2 separate regions of the Pan troglodytes genome follow, and region 1 is linked to region 2. Evidence: chromatin contacts called from public capture Hi-C data. All regions are on one chromosome and are shown on one strand. The core of a region is the stretch at or near the end of the contact, and the rest is flanking DNA. Distances in the headings are between cores, read along the strand shown. Region 1 overlaps SPATA13 (spermatogenesis associated 13). Region 2 overlaps SPATA13 (spermatogenesis associated 13).

Region 1 (3,840 bases), core at 560-3,059, 200 kb after region 2:
GAGTCTGAAGGCATGTATGATCCGTACTCATGGAGAAAAGATACAGCTAATTTTGAAATGAAATAATGGCATTTTATATATGTTTGGTTTCAGAGGCATCCTTTGGGAAAAGCGATCACCTTCTCCAGATCCGCATTCAGGTGATCTTTGCCAATCTCTGACTGAGTCTGGTGGCACATCACTTCTATCTGGCCTTGACCTTTGAGCCAGCAGGATGACTGCAGGGAGTAGGCAGTGCTTCCATCTGTGAATCACAAAGCAGATCAACCCCAAAGCAGCCACCTGCATATGTGGTACATCTTCTGCACCTCCATAGACACTTTTACCTAAGGCCAGATGCATGTACAATAAACTTAAATCCATTGACTTTTCAACAGATTGCTTCACGTCTTTGGATCTGGAAATTTTGACCCAGAATACCATTCCCTATTAGCAATGACCTATAACTATCAACTTTACGCCATGAGAATAATTAATATTTTGATGAGAATATTCTCTTTACAATGCATGTGCTTCTCTAAAAGTAAAAGAAACTGCTCTAAAAGAAATTTTAGGATCCCATGGAGAAAGCTGAATTCAGGGATGTTGTGTGACTAGCACAGGTCACATAACAAAGCAATTCAAAGCAAAGAACCCTGACCCCAAATTCTTAGCCTCAGCTGCTGCCCTTCCTCCCCTTCACCTGTCCCTTGGTCTTGCTGAGAGGGATGCTCCCTGGTGTTGTCCAGTCATCACTGGGTTCTCTGCATCTGTGTTGTCAGCAGCACATCTGTTTCCCTCCTTAGTTGCATGGGGACTCTCACTTCCCATTTGCTTCTGCCTTGTAAAGGGTAACATAACCCTTGTCTCATCTTGCATCTCCACTTTCCTTTTTGAGATTCAACATATTTAAGTATTAGTGATTCTTTAGTTTTCCTAGCAACTAAACTTAGCTGGTTTTGAACTTCTCGCAAAAGTCAGAATATAGTACTTGCTTTCATTTCAGTCCCCACTGAGCATCTGACATACTTAAAACATTATTAAGCTGTGTCAAAGGAGCCATGTCCCTGGGATATTACACCAGAGTATTCCTGAATTCTGTGTGTTGGTTATGTTCGAGCACAGCGTCTCCCTGAGGACGCGCTGGCAATGAGAACCTCCACCTCTAACAAAGTCTCACAGATCGCCTCTGAGAGATGGGGTGTGTGCTCCAGGGACCCCTGTTCAGGAGGAGTAGCTGGTCACCTCTGGCTTGGTTCATTGGTGGCATCATGTCACATGACTGTCGTGCATGTCCTAAATGAGGAGATGTGTGCCAAGAGGCAGGGAGGGCTTGCAAGAAAACAATATGCAAATGTCAGTTCAATTAGAAGACAGTTTAAATTAGAAGCAGAAGGCATTTCAGCAACTGCTTTAATGTGTGAAACTAATTTGAGAGGATGAGACACTTGATTGCCCAGCACAGGGAAAGGGCCTCTTCTGGGCCTCTGTCCTCAGCAGTGGCAGAATGGTCTGTGGGGACATCCCCTACCTGAAGACCTGATAGGCTGCTGGGTGGAAGCTGAGTTGAAAATTAATCTCATTTCCTCAGAATGCAAAGCTATAAATTGGGGCTCTGCCTGGAAACACATTTTATGCAAAAACAAAAAAATTGAACACTAAAATAAATGCAGCAAAAATAAAATGCAACACACATATATGCTGTTACACACAGTTATTAAGTATGTCTAAGCTGTGGATATAAAAGCTACATCATTCCCTTTAGGGGTGTTCTGTGCTGACTGCACTGTTGGGTGTCTTAGCCTGTGAACTCAGTGAACACAGCTCCAGATTTGGGCCAGTCTGCCTCTGCCAAGCAGAGACATTGTTTTTGCTCCAGTGACCGTCACAGTGCCTTCAGGATTAGGGCCATCCATCTGGAAAATTTTCATTGCCCTGAATGGTAAATGTGGGGGAGGTGCAGTCTTGTGGTGACATCAGTTTTGGCATGGGTTGCAGGCATGAGGTAGTCCTAACCGGGAACTTCATTGTTACTGCTGCAATCTTGTTTACCACGAGAAAGGTGGTGGACAGGCCATGGCTGTAGGAAGTCAAGACGCAGGGCAGTCTTCAGGGCTGAGGGCTGTGACTGGCAACAGCTCCCCTGGAGCCTTCCGAGGTTGCTGTGAGATTGGAGGAAGAGGAGCTCAGAGGCTGTCACTGTGCAGAGGTTGGGGACGCAGGCAGGCAGGGGCATTATGGAGGATGCCAGCATCTTTCGCACAGGCTCAGACCTACCTGCCCTTTCATCTCTCACTACACCAGCCTGACCTGCAACTTTAGACACAGAAGGAAGATTTTCCTTTGTGGTCTAAGACCTGCCTTTGCAAATCCTTGTTTTCTGCACCCCATCACCCCAGAGGATTGACAAAGCAAATATGAATCCCTATTGGGGAAACACCATTCTCACCCAGAGGAATGTGGTTTAGCCCAGTAACCCCCATAGGGCAAGCCAAGACAATCACACGCTTGTATGAAATTGACACCTTTCCAAAAGATACGCTTATTCTAGTTGCATTTGTCCATATACTTTCAATTCACAAACATTGAACTTCAGTGACTGAATACTTAAGTGACGCCAGAGCTACAGATGCTCTTTTGAAGCATCTTACCTACTCCTTACACAGAGACACCCTGAAGGTACCAGATCCAAGGGTAAGGGGGCTTCTTTCTTTTACTAAGGTGTGTATATTGGGGCTAGGAAGAGGAAGGACAGTGTCTGGCATTAGGCCTGGGGAATAACTTCATCTCTGAAATTAGGACCTTGGATGCTTTCTCTTTGTGAATGTTGTAAATTATGGCTGGGCATGGTGGCTCATGCCTGTAATCCCAATACTGTGGGAGGCCAAGGTGGGAGGACGATTTGAGGTCAGGAGTTTGAGACCAACCTGGCCAACATGGTGAAACCCTGTCTCTACTAAAAATACAAAAATTAGTGGGGCATAGTGGCATGTGCCTGCAATCTCAGCTACTTGGGAGGCTGAGGTGGGAGGATCACTTGAGTGTGGGAGGCGAGGTTGCAGTGTGCTGAAATTGTGCCACTGTACTCCAGCCTGGATGACAGAGTGAGACTCTGTCTCAAAACAAAACAAACAAACAAAAACAAAAACAAAAACAAAAAAAAAGGAAATGATAAATTTCAGTGGTTTTAACTGGCCATGGTATGTACCTGTTATCCCAGCTACTTGGAGGATGAGGTGAGAGGATCACTTGAGTCTAAGAATTTGAGGCCACCCTGGGCAACATAGCAAGATTGAGTCTCTTAAAACTTTTTTCCAGTAATTTCAGAAAAACTATTCTGAAACTAATTGGTAGCACATTCATGGTTTTCAGCACTCTCTCTCTTTTTATTACAATTCTTCTTCCTAATAGCATCAGTGGCCACAGTTGCTGCTAGACATCCTACAGAACACAGGTCTGCTCCCACAACAAAGAACCATCTGGCCCAGATGTTGGGGTATCAGACCTGAGATGTGCAAAGCCAGCAGCCCCTTCAGCCAGTCATTCAACAGACACATGCTGAGAACACAGTGAAATAAGACAAGGCTTCTGCCTGTAGAGAACTTTTCATGCTCCTCAGAGAGGTTAGTGGAGAAGGCAGACAAGGAAAGCAGAATGACCGGGCAGTGTGGGAAACATTAGAGAACTGTTTCTAGGTATTTCAAACAGAGAATCTAATACAGGGGTTGTTTTTATACAGCTGAGAAACAGAAGACAGTGCAATAGCAGGAAGTTGCTACCAGCCCCTGGGCTGGAGTGGTAAACAAGAGGGCGTGTTGCTTGAGCTGGGAGTTAGTGCTGCCCACAGGACCTCGGACCTGG
Region 2 (3,827 bases), core at 664-3,163:
CTTTTCACCTGCGTCACAGCCAGACCCTCCATCACGGGTAGAAGGGTCTAGGGACTCCTCCAGAACAGGTAACTACTTTCTACTTAAGGACCAAAGTACTTTTAGCCTCTGAGGCATAGGGCAGCTCACAGATGAAACTCTCTTCTATCTTGGTCAAGGTTGCCCCCAGGCAGGGGGACATCACCAGCAGATGCTCGTGGTTGGTCAGTATCTTGAGAAGTACACACCACCCAGGTACACCATTAGGGTGTCCTCTAGTACAACAGGACAGAGACAAAGGCTGTGCCTACTGTCTCCAAGGAGTGGGAGAGGACAAGCATATGGCAATTTTGATAGGCTTCTCACTTGGCCCTTCGAGTTGGCCATGTTGATCAAGTTCATGGTCTTCCCCTCTCAGGGGCTCCCCTGGTTGATCTTTTTCTGCCCTGACAAGCTCCTGGAGTCTGTTCCCTCCCCGTCTCCCGCAGCCGACCCCCAAGTGTGTGGTGGGCGGGGTGCAGGCTGCAAGCCTGTGATTACAGCACCTGCCTTGCTGGGAATGGCACGGGCATAGGAGCAGTCATGCCCACTGCAACAGTCAGTGTTGCCACAGCAATGCCCAGAACACCACCCTAAGCCCCGTGGCTGCAGACAGTGGCATCTGTTTGGTTTATGCGTCTGCAGGTCGGGGCTTTCACGGGCTTGGGCTGGGCTCCCTCCTGTGGCTGGCACTCCCCAGCTGTGGCTGGGGACAGGGTGCACCTGGGCCACAAGTCTCCCTCATCCAGCAGGCCAGCCCGACACCTTCTCACCGTGACGGCAGAGTGGGGAGCAAGCAAAGCCACACTGTGTGAGCTTTCCAAGGGCCCATTGTCACCCCTTTGCTAATACCCCACTGGCTGCAGCCCATGTGGCTGAGCCCAGAGCCAGGGTGGGGGGTACATGGCAACCTGCGCAGACATGGAAAAACCTCAGCCGCCTCTTCTCCCACTGAAATGGGCTTAGAGCTCTTCCTGTCTCCCCACGCGTGCTGCACTGTTTCATGCTCTTTCTCCCAAGGAACTTCTCCTCAGCTCAGCTCCCGCTCTGTAAGTGGAACTCTGATTTCATCTGAGCACCCTGGCTTCCACAGCATTGCATGCCCACCGCCAGCCCATTCCTCCCCTCCCTCACCCACTGGGCTGACGATCCTCTGCCACTTGCTGCTCAGTTTCCCTCCTGGTTTGTCCCAGCTCTGGGGCCCATGGGCAGCCCCCTCACCCTTGTGCCTTGCCCCCATACCTGGGACACTGCTTGGGGACAGTGCCCAGGATTCTGCCTACTCTGAGAATGGGGACAAGAAATCTACACACAAGCTTAAGTCGCCCTTATCCTAAAAAGGTACTTTTTCCTTGACCTTGTGAATGCTTCCAAGATCTTATTGATCTCTAATTTGCCTTTTGTGAGAAAATGTTTTGAAAGAGTAACCTACACCCATCGCTTTCATTCCTTACCACCCACTTGCTCCTTGTCCCTTACAGTCTTTTTTTTTTTCCACTTTTTTTTTTTTGCCCCAGAAGACGAGGCTGTCAACAGTCTGCAGTGTTAGGAGTGCCACATGTGTTCATTTATTTTGTCCTCTAAAAACCTCGAAGGCTTGGGTGCTGCATACAGTCATGGCCGTTTGACCCATGAGAAAATCAGAGCTCAGCCTGGTCATGTTGTTCATGAGGTTATTGAGAGTGGGTAATGGACTGTAGGCCTTTCTGACTGCAGAGCCTGTTTTAAGCTGTCGTGCTGTACTGACTCGATGTGCAAGTCTGGAGTGTGCTAGAGTCAGAGCCTCCAAACCCGTCACGCAAAGGGGCTGTATACGCTTGCTAGGGCTGCTGTGCCACAGTTGAGTGGCTTTGACAACAGAAATGGTTTGCCTCGCTGTCCTGGAGGCTGGAGGCCACAGGGTCAGCAGGGCCATGCTCCTTTTGCAGGTGCCAGGGAAGGTCGGGGCCCAGCCCTTCTCCCAGTTCTTGGTAGCTTAACTCCAGTCTCCACATTGCATTCTCCCTGTGTGCATGTCTGTGTCCAGAGTCTCCCTTTCCATTAGGACACAAGTCATATTGGATTAGGCTCTCACCCTAATGACCTCATCATAACTAAAGTTGACAACTCGGGGGCACCAACACACCCCCCTTCCCCCAGGCAGAAATGGCCCCACTGTTTCTGGGGCCTTTCAAAACCTGCATGTAACCTTTGACTCCCCCAAAACTTAACTACTAATAGCCTGCTATTGACCAGAAGCCTTACCGATAATGTGTCAGTGGATGAACACATATTTTGCATGTTATATGTACTGTATACTGTAGTCTTACAATAAAGTAAGCTAGAGAAAATAATATTTGAAAATCATAAGAAAGAGAAAATACATTTATTCATTAAGTGCAAGTGGATCATCCAGGTAAAGGCCTTCATCCTGTGGTCTGTTAGTTTGTAACAAAATAGTGTATGTCTTCTCCTAAAATTTACTATTGTTATTTAACCACTTCCTTTAAAAGGAAGGTAAGTGGTTTAGTGAAACTGATGAGAGGAAACAAATCCTGATTTCAATTGTGAATTAAGGGTGTTATTCACACAAGTTATTTCAGTTCCTGTCTTCTCCCTTTTGGTTAAGATTTCCACAGGATTGCTGTAGTTCTGAGATCCAGGTTCCCTTTTTGGCACTTTCTGGATTTTTTTTTTTTTTTTTTTTTTTTTGAGACAGAGTCTCGCTGTGTCGCCCAGGCTGGAGTGCAGTGGCGCTATCTGGGCTCACTGCAAGCTCCACCTCCTGGGTTGATGCCATTCTCCTGCCTCAGCCTCCCGAGTAGCTGGGACTACAGGTACCCGCCACCACGCCTGGCTAATTTTTTTGTATTTTTAGTAGATAACGGGGTTTCACCGTGTTAGGCAGGATGGTCTTGATTTCCTGACCTCATGATCCGCCTGCCTCAGCCTCCCAAAGTGCTGGGATTACAGGTGTGAGCCACCGTGCCTGGCCACTGGATTTTTATAGTAAACAATGACCTCTGTGACTCTTAACAAGAGAGGAATAGATACAAAAAGTCTTATAAGCAAAAACATCGCTGAAAGCCAGAGTTTACTCTAAAGTAGACACATGACATTATTTAATTTTTTTCCCGAATACTCAGAGAACCTAAGTAAAAGCCTTAGCAATTTACCTTTTGCTGAGAGGAACTAGCTGGACTGTACATTTTAAGAAAATCCTTTCTTCAAAGTACATGTGAGGAAAACCTAATTTCGGGGACAGCCCTGCTTCCAAGCTTGTTTCTCCTGTGGCATCCCCTCTCTGTTAGCAGTAATTTAATAAAAAACCTGAATATGACCCTGTTGTGAGCTGAGTCAGGCCTGACCCTGAGCCAGGGGCCACCTGGCCCCTCTGCTTCACTCTCACCATTGCCCACTCATGGGGCTTCTTTTCTGCTCATGGTTCATCCCAGAAGGTTTTTCCCTGCCATTCCCTAGAAGGTCAGACCAGCCAGGACACCCCTGGCCTTCCTGATCCTTCCCCTTTGGGGCGACCCCTGGCAGCCCCCCCCCATTCCTAGGTCCACTGTTTCTGGGGTCTTTCCAGCCAAACCATGCCAAGGTGAGCCTCGGCTGGTGACACGTCATAGTCCCCTCATGACCCCAGCAAAATGAAGTTGTTGGTTCTTAGAGATAATTTAAAACACAGAGGCATTTCCTCAGGCAGTGGGATTTGAGCATCAAAGACACGCTTCTGTCCTTCGTCCTTCTGCTCTCGGATGTCGCGGCTCCTTGGCTCCACAGTGACTTGGAGGGTACGCGGTGTGTGTGTGTTGGCTGCAGTAGTG

What was found. Capture Hi-C pulls out chosen DNA fragments and counts their contacts.
Region 1: a capture Hi-C map of stem cell-derived neural stem cells shows a contact between it and region 2, with 5 times the contacts expected there. The contact joins two enhancer-like sites. A contact is called at or near these places in 4 of 7 Hi-C or Micro-C datasets (blood, induced pluripotent stem cells and stem cell-derived neural progenitor cells) and 1 of 1 other capture datasets (stem cell-derived neural stem cells).

The regions. Positions count from the first base shown.
Region 1 is chr14:23,410,547-23,414,386 of NHGRI_mPanTro3-v2.0_pri, forward strand. All of the region lies in intron 2 of SPATA13 (spermatogenesis associated 13), which reads left to right. Among named protein-coding and RNA genes, the nearest start is that of C1QTNF9, 92 kb to the right of the region's middle. Within about 2 kb of position 1,810, at least 13 of the 24 cell types and tissues checked have an H3K27ac peak or open chromatin away from gene starts, as enhancers often do. A contact at or near this core is called in stem cell-derived neural stem cells, where this site is marked.
Region 2 is chr14:23,207,363-23,211,189 of NHGRI_mPanTro3-v2.0_pri, forward strand. All of the region lies in intron 2 of SPATA13 (spermatogenesis associated 13), which reads left to right. Among named protein-coding and RNA genes, the nearest start is that of SPATA13, 35 kb to the left of the region's middle. Within about 2 kb of position 1,914, at least 3 of the 24 cell types and tissues checked have an H3K27ac peak or open chromatin away from gene starts, as enhancers often do. A contact at or near this core is called in stem cell-derived neural stem cells, where this site is marked.